Regions from separate parts of the Hordeum vulgare genome. Here all the other regions are linked to region 1. Evidence: chromatin contacts called from public Hi-C data. All regions are on one chromosome and are shown on one strand. Each heading gives the region's core, a stretch centred on a gene start, on an enhancer-like site or on the middle of the called end of the contact. The rest is flanking DNA. Distances are from core to core; before and after follow the strand shown. Region 1 has its middle 73 kb from the start of LOC123444758. Region 2 holds the start of LOC123444759 (serine hydroxymethyltransferase 7). Region 3 holds the start of LOC123440446.

Region 1 (2,815 bases), core at 237-2,736:
CACTAACACATACTTCTAGCTAGATACATGGCTTCACAAGAAACCCTTGCTACTATATACCCTTGTCTTTTCTCCCACACCACTTCACCACTTGCTCGTGTGGCTACTGTTTTGAACTATTGTTTAGAATCAATCCTTCGGAATCGCCTAACTTCTAATGCGGCGACCGAGTTGTGCTCCTTGTTGTCTCCCGTGCAGGATTTTCAGGTGTCACCATGACCGGATGAGCGCTACCTAATCGGTGGAATTCCCTTCACCACGAAGGCAACATATGAGCTAACCATGTCAGATGACAACGACACGCACAGCGTGTCCATATGGTCTTCTTGCGTCCCCAACCGTGTGAAGATCTTTGCGTGGCTGCTCTTTCGTGACCGACTCAACTCCAAAAGCAACCTCCTCCGCAAGCATATCGTCTCAGGCTCACTTTGCCCCGCGGTGCGGGTTCCATGGTGAGAATTGCACCCACATCTTCATTCACTGCCCGCTCTCACAGCGTATATGGCAACGAATGGCCCTCTCTCCTTCGGATACCATTGACGATCTTTGGGATTGTTGTCTACCTCCCCAAGTAGACATGGTGATATGGCACTCAATCCTTCTCATTATTCTATGGAAGATTTGGGACTCGAGGAATGCCATGACCTTCACACAGGAAAATCACCATAGTATCTTCACTCTCAAGCGAATCATTGATGACCTCACACTCTGGACAAATAGGATGAAGAAACCAGATCATAAACACGCTGCCTACTCATGTCGATCTTACTTCTTATCACATTTACACGTGCTTATGTAATTCACTCTCTAATCTGACACTGGGTTACGGACTTGAAAAATATATTCAGGTGGGGAGCTCCCCCCCCCCCCCCCCCCGTTGATTTTTTAAAAAACAAATGGATGAGCTTTTTCAAATCGGATGAGCTTTTTTAATATTTAATGAACTTGTTTTCAAAATTTATGAAGTTTTTTTCATATCAGATAACTCTTTTTCAAAAGCAATTGATCTTTTCTCAAAATTGGTGCTTTTTTTCTTCAAATTTGATGATATTTTTTTAATCGGTAAACTTTTTTGAAATCCAATAAACTTTTTTCCAAATCGATGAAAAAAAAATCAAATTTAATTATCTTTTTCCAAAAAAAAAGAATAAAAAAATCGGTAACTTTTCTCAAAATTTAACGAACTATTTTTACAAAAAATCATGAACACAAAAGTCCCAGTGCTATAATAAATGGCTGAGTAAGAAATAGTACGGCTTCATTAGTTCTAATACAATTTGTGTTGCATTGTTTCACTAGCATTCTAAAGGTCTAGTGGTTAAGCGAAGCAATTACATGGATGTGTGGCGCCAGATTGATTTCCTGTGCCACCATTTTATCACGTGTTTCTTTTTTTGCGAACAAATTTGTTCCTGGCCCCAGCTTAAAACAGCCCACAGACGATGCAGTGTAGGCGCCATTTCCAGATTCAGGCGCCTACATCGCCAAATAAGACCTCCTGAACGCTCTTTGTATCCAGCAGCGCGCGGACGCACAGATGAATCGTGACTGGACCGGCCCACTAACATTAAATAAAGGATAAAATCCGAATTATTTAGATAAAAATCCAGAATATTTTTTAGAATTTAGGAATAAACTTTTCAAAAATCCGAAGCATTTTTCTAAATTTCTGAACGTTTATTAAAATTCTGATTTTCTTTTCCAAAGTTCCGGAACAGGTTTTAAAATTCCGGAACATTTTTTCAAATTCCGGAACATTTTTCCAAATTACGGAACAATTAGCCAAATTCCGGAACATTTTTTTGGAAAATCCAGAGTATTTTTTCAAATCCTGGAATATTTTTCCAAAATTCCGGATCATTTTTTAAAATTCCCGAATTCCTGTGGAGCCGACTCTAATAGAGGTCGTAAAAAGAGGTGGATGCCTTTTTCATAAAAGAAAAAAGATGGTTGGAGGCCTACTGATTTTGCCTGCAAAAACCCGGATAGCGATATGTCTCCTTTATAGCGAGACCTAGCGTGCTCTCCCATGAGACGCCTCCCTAAATAGGTTAGTGTTTATCACTTTAGCTTATACATTCAAATATTCTAAATAAATATACTCAAAAAGATTTTAAATAATCACAATTTAAAATAATATTGCACAAGCATTAAAAATATTAAATGTGTATAAATGAAATGTTTCTTATGTATACAAACAAATTATAGTACGTGTGAGAAAATGAGGCCGGATACTAAAACATTGTTCATCAATCTTTTGACAATGTATTAAAAAATGACAAAATTCTATTTGACAAATATTAATCAAGCATTTGAAAAATGTTAAACACGTACAGAAACAATGTTACCATGTATTCAGAAAAATTGTCAAACTTGTAATTAAAAATTGTTAACTGAGCATCTAGAAAATTTTAAAATGTGTACAAAAAAAAGTTGAATATGTATTAATAAAATGTCAATCTTCTATTTAAGAAAATGTTAATCAAGCATTTAAAAAGTATTAATAACGTGTATAAAAAATGTCGACCATGTATTTAAAAATGTTAACCAAGTATTTGACCAATGATAAATGTGAATAAAGTAAATGTTTCTCATGTATATAAAAATATAAAATGATCTAAAAAAGATTATCATGTATTTAGAAAATCTAATGAAACATCTTTAAAATGTTAAACAAGTATTTCAATTTTCAATGAAGTATTTTAAAAAGGTTAATTCCAATCAAAATGTTGACCATGTATTAAAAATATATGCTAATCTTGTATTTACATTTTTAAATAAAATTACAAATTAATAAAATGTGATTAAAAAAATG
Region 2 (2,815 bases), core at 122-2,621, 250 kb before region 1:
CCAACCACTTCCTCCGGTCCTTTGGTGCGACAACATCGGTGCTACGTTTCTATCGACAAACCCGATGTTTCATGCATGGACCAAACATATTGAGATTGACTATCATTTTTGTGAGGAAACGTGTTGCACAGAAGCTAATACAAGTCAGATTTATCTCTTCTAAAGATCAACTTGCAGACATCTTCACCAAGCCTCTACCTTCTCCCATGTTTGAGGTCTGTAGACCCAATCTCAACCTTCTAGACGCTCGAGGAGTGAGTTGAGATTGAGGAAGGGTGTTAGACTTTGTATAATAGCTCAACTGTGTAAATTCATACCGTATTGATATAGGACTTGATTGTACATTGTACATCATTACATATGAGATAGGCCAGCCCATAAAGGGTTGAGTCAGTTTCCACAAAACCTACATTTTACAGAAACTATGTTATTTGACTATATGTTTGAATGCAAAAGCAATGCAAAATGAGCTATTTGTTGAAATAGGACGGCCAGCCGGCCACGCCGGCACATACAGATCGACGCGTTTGACGCAATGCAGACCCAATTCTAAAACAGAACGGACTTCGGACAGATGGTCAACCCAAACAGACAAAAAACGAACAAAAATGTCGTCCGTTTATGTCGGTCCGTTGAAGTTGCTCTAAATGAGAGGGTATATGTACTCTGTCTAGTCCAGATGAAATCCCTTCGAACTGAACATCGCTGAAAACACAAGGAGGTTCATCCGCAGAATCCAGAACTCGAACCATGCAAAAGAAATACTCCCTCCGTTTCTAAATATAAGTCTTTAAAAATGTTTCATTAGTGGACTACATACGAATGTATATATATATACTTTAGAGTGTAGATTCATTCATTTTACTTCGTATGTGGACTCCTAGTGAAATATCTAAAAGACTTATATTTAGGAACGGAGGGAGTAAAAAAGAAATCTCTACTACTCTACACAAACGCGTGGATCATGGACGGATCGGAGGCCCAAATCTTCGGCAGAGCCATCGTCAATCAATGCACGCACACCTCATCTTCCGTACTTTTCAATCCACAAAAAAGAGAGCTCATCCCTCGTCAATAATAAACAAACGAAAAGAACAAACCTACGCAATAAAATAAAAATAAAAATAACAACGGGACCCCTTTGCATCGATGACGCCATTGGGAACGTTCGCAGGCGGCCAGCCAGCGCGATCGGAATGCACAAAGTCGTCGCCCGGACCGGACCGGACCCCGCGACCCGTTCCGAGCCCACGGACCCAAACGGGCCGCCACCGGCACGTGGACGGGGGCCGCGGGGGCGCGCACCGGCCCCCGTCCGGTTTCCCATCCAGGTGCGTCCCCCCGTCCGCATTCCATTCCCCAACCCGTCCCCGTCCCCGTCCCTTCCATCGCCTGGCCCTCGTCGATACAACCAAGCCAATCAAATCCCCCTTGCCTTCCTCCTCCTCCTCCACCCCGTCTCAGATTCCAAACGCCGCGTGCCCGCGGAATCCCCAAACCCCGACCTCCCTCCCCGAGCCGGCCCATGCTTCCCTCCGCCGCGGCCCCGCCCACCCCCGCCGCCGCCGCCGCCGCCGCCGCCAGCCTCCGCCGCTGCTGTAGCCTCCGCGCCCCGTGCTGCGTCTGTTGTTGTGGGTGCTGCTGCTGAGCGCTACGGTTGCGGTTTCTCGTGAGGCGATTTGGGGAGAATTTGGAAGGTATGGATCTCTCGCGGCCGGAGTCGTCGGACCTCTCGCTCGGGCTCCACCCGCACGCCCACGCCAACGCCCACGCGCGCGCGCACGCGCGCGCCGCCACGCCGCTGCGGCTGTTCGACGACTCGGACGACGTGAAGACGGAGGGCAGCGTCGGGGGCGGCGGCGGCGGCGACGGCGAGAACGGGGACGACGAGGGCGCCGACCAGCACTTCTCGCTCCTCGGCCACTCGCTCTGCGTCAAGCGCCCGCGCAACGCGCTCTACGGCGGGGGAGGAGGGGAGGCCTCCTCCTGCTCCTCCTCGTCCGCGGCCATGCGCCCCGCGAAGCGCCAGGCGGCGGGCGCGGATCTGGAGGCGCGGCGCCGCGCGGTCCGCGCCTGGGGGAACCAGCCGCTCGCGGAGGCCGACCCGGACGTGCACGCGCTCATGGAGCGCGAGAGGGACCGCCAGGTGCGCGGCATCGAGCTCATCGCCTCGGAGAACTTCGTCTGCCGCGCCGTGCTCGACGCGCTCGGCAGCCACCTCACCAACAAGTACTCCGAGGGCCACCCGGGGGCTCGCTACTACGGCGGGAACCAGCACATCGACGCCATCGAGCGCCTCTGCCACCAGCGCGCCCTCACTGCCTTCGGCCTTGACCCCGCCTGCTGGGGGGTCAATGTCCAGCCCTACTCATGCACCTCCGCAAACCTGGCGGTCTACACAGGGCTTCTCCTTCCTAATGACCGTATCATGGGCCTTGAGCCGCCGTCCGGTGGCCATGTCAGCCACGGGTACTACACGCCTAGTGGTAAGAAGGTGTCTGGCGCCTCCATATTCTTTGAGAGCTTGTCATACAAGGTGAATCCACAGACTGGCTATATTGATTATGACAAGCTTGAGGACCGGGCAATGGATTTCCACCCCAAGATTCTTATCTGTGGTGGGAGTTCCTACCCCAGGGAGTGGGACTTTGCACGGATGAGGCTGATAGCTGATAAGTGTGGCGCAGTGCTCATGTGCGACATGGCGCATATTAGCGGACTTGTTGCAGCAAAGGTACATTGACCTCTGTCAAGGCACATTCGTTTAGTTATCTCACTGTTATAGTTTGGTTGCATATTGTTCTAGATGCACAAT
Region 3 (2,815 bases), core at 135-2,634, 190 kb before region 1:
TGAGCAGGAGGAGGGAGCTGGCGTTGTGCAGCGCGTAGAGCAGCCCGCGGAAGCCGTTGAAGCCGCTGAGCCTGGCGTCGGCCGCGCGCCGCTCGTCCAGCTGCAGGGACAGCGGCGCGATCCTCGACTCGGACAGCGCGCGGTTCTCCTCCTCAGCCGCCATGGCCTCCCTCCTCGACGCCGAGATCGCCCTCATCACCTGGTGGGTGTCGCCAATGCACGCGCCGCGCCATCAGATTGGAAGAAACAGAGCAAAAAGAAGCAAGCAAAGTAATTGACGATGGCACACGACACAGGACTGAATCGCACAGTGCAGAGAGAAGTTCGAGAGAGAGAAAAAAGGCGGGGACATGATCATTCATGATCACCATTCTTTTCTTCGAAAGAGATATCATAATTGCTACCGCGCTGCTCGCACGCAGAGGACGTGTCCGAATAAAGCAAAGAAGTGACCGGGACCAACCTGGCGTGTGGAGAGGGGGGAGGGGTCCAGGAGCCAGTCGTCGAGGGCGGCGGCGGCGCAGGAGGCGGCGGCGCAGTAGCGCTCGACGGCGGCGAGGCCGAGCTTGACGGCGAGGCAGGCGTCCCAGAGGCGTGCTGTCTCGTCCATGTACTCGTCGAGCCACCGGCCGCCGGGCGGCAGGTGGAGCTGGCCGACGAGCAGCATGAGCTGCGAGTGCAGGCCCCTGAGCAGGGCCGCCGCACGCAGCAGCGCCGGCAGCGAGGACAGCCCGCCCGCGCCGCTCAGGTCGTCCAGCCCCCGCGCCAGGGTCGCGAAGAAGGCGTTCACCATGGCTCTGCCTGCTGTAGCGGTACTGTGCGGTGCCGGTGAGGTCTCGGGGTCGAGCTGGAGGAAGCCGACGGCGCGCGGGTGGCGATATATATAGCGCGGGCGCGGGCGTGCAGGAGCAAGAAGACGAGGGGGGAGTGGAGGAGGAGGGCGAGAGCTGGGGACACGACGACACGATCGGGGTGGGGGAGTGGAGTGCAATGATGGGTGTCTACAGGAGGGGGAGAAGGGCGATGATGAGGTTGGGGCGAGGCAGCGGCAGCGGCACGGCCATGGCAGCCCTCCTCCTGCCGGCCCGCTTTGCTGGGTCGTGGGTGTCCTCCCTCCCTCCCTCGCGCGCGCGATCGGCTTATTGTCCCCGTTGTCCGTGCGGGAGCGAGCAGGTCTGGTGTGTACGAGCGGGCGTGTTGGTGGTAGCCTCGGCTTCGCTGGGTTTCCGGAAGGGGTTGAGCATGGTATGGTTATGGTATGGTTGGGAAAGAGTGCCTTTTTACACCACTGTTTCCTTGTCCGGCTAGATTGGGTATTTTGGGGCTTCTCTTTAGCGAAAACTGAAGAAATGTCACCTCAATGCTAGCCAAATGTGGGAGCGTTTGCTCAGCAAGTTGAGCAGTACATCAGTCGATTTACTTTTCCTCGCAGTTAAGTCTTGATTTGCTTACAGAATCAAATTCCTACATGGTGCCGGACCCACACTAGACTCGAGGAGTGCGTATCATCCCCTAGCGTAGTCTAAGGTTTTCTATCCTTACGGCAAAACCCCGCCGCAAGTCCACCGGTGCCGGTATCGCCGACGAGTGTCCGCCGCTAGCTCCACCATCCCACGCCCTCCATCATCCTTCTACCCCCCCTCCTCGCCCGTTCCGCGCTTCTCCGGTGACTCCAAGCGACCGCGGAGGGACTCCCACACGCGATAACGATGGCAGCGTCACCGTTCTCCTCGTCTACCGGCAAATCCCAGGGCAAGGAAGATGACCTTGGTGACTTCTTCGACAAGTTAGATCTCCACGAGGACAAGTTTGATGATGTTGTGGTGGAGGAGGATGCTCCTGAGCTACTAGAGGAGATCCGATGGGTTGCCCTAGCTAGGGTTCATAACTCAATTTTTTTTAGCCAGGCTGCGTTCTATAAGGACATGCGAGCAGCCTGGAATTGCTCTCAGCAAGTTCGGTTTCGTCCCATTGGCCCGAACCTATTCGTGGTGCAGGTCTACTGTCTTGGAGATTGGGATCGTATCACGCAACATGGACCATGGCTTTTTCGTAACATGGCTATTCTGCTAGCTCCGTATGATGGATTCACAAAAATAGAGGACGTTCTGATGGTCTATATGCCCATCTGGCTACAAATCCACAAGCTGTCGGATGGCTACTGCAGACATGACCTCATTGTCAAGTTACTTCGATCTGCAGGGGAGGTTCTTGAGACCAGGATCAATGGGAACTTCAGAGGGGACTACGTCCGAGTTAGAGTGAACCATGATATTCGGAAGCCCTTGACCAAATTCGTAAGCATTGTCAAGGACAAATCTCGTCATATCTTTGCTGTTAGATATGAAAAGCTTGCCAAGTTCTGCAGTGCATGTGGTGTAATTGGGCATGACCATAAAGAGTGTGGCAACGGTGTGTTTGAGGAAACGGATCTAAAATTTGGAGCCTATCTGTATGCGGATCAGTTGGTTCGTGCTCGATCGGATCGGGAATATCCACCAGACCATGAAGCTCCTTTATACCCGGCTGCGGCCAAACAATGGACAGGTAAAACGACTCAGGGGGTCGTTGTTGAACAGCAAAAGTCTAGCCCGCGTACTTTTGACCAGGAAAGTGACATGGAGTTTGATAAATCGTCACGAAAGCGGCTGAATGATACGGAGGCTAATGCCTTACCAGATGCCGAAAAGGTTGCTGCCCCTACGGGGAGGGTTCTGCTGCTGACTGATAGTCCTTTGGAGGCCCTAGATGAACCCGGTAACGCTGGTTGTAGCAAACGAGCAAAGGTGGGAGGTGAGATTCTCAAGTCTGATTC

What was found. Hi-C and Micro-C count contacts between places; a contact is called where the count stands out from the background.
Region 2: a Hi-C map of leaf shows a contact between it and region 1, with 7 times the contacts expected there. The contact joins the promoter of LOC123444759 here to the enhancer-like site in region 1. A contact is called at or near these places in 3 of 6 Hi-C or Micro-C datasets (leaf and seedling).
Region 3: a Hi-C map of leaf shows a contact between it and region 1, with 3 times the contacts expected there. The contact joins the promoter of LOC123440446 here to the enhancer-like site in region 1. A contact is called at or near these places in 2 of 6 Hi-C or Micro-C datasets (leaf and seedling).

What each region holds. Positions count from the first base shown.
Region 1 is chr3H:533,692,097-533,694,911 of MorexV3_pseudomolecules_assembly, reverse strand. No RefSeq gene overlaps it. Among protein-coding and RNA genes, the nearest start is that of LOC123444758, 73 kb to the right of the region's middle. Within about 2 kb of position 1,486, at least 1 of the 3 cell types and tissues checked has open chromatin away from gene starts, as enhancers often do. A contact at or near this core is called in leaf, where this site is marked.
Region 2 is chr3H:533,940,209-533,943,023 of MorexV3_pseudomolecules_assembly, reverse strand. It overlaps LOC123444759 (serine hydroxymethyltransferase 7), which reads left to right and starts at 1,371. Exons shown (of 4, transcript XM_045121592.1): 1 at 1,371-2,734. The coding sequence starts at 1,700.
Region 3 is chr3H:533,884,503-533,887,317 of MorexV3_pseudomolecules_assembly, reverse strand. LOC123440446 reads right to left here and starts at 1,384. Exons shown (of 2, transcript XM_045117012.1): 1 at 464-1,384; 2 at 1-199. The coding sequence starts at 793.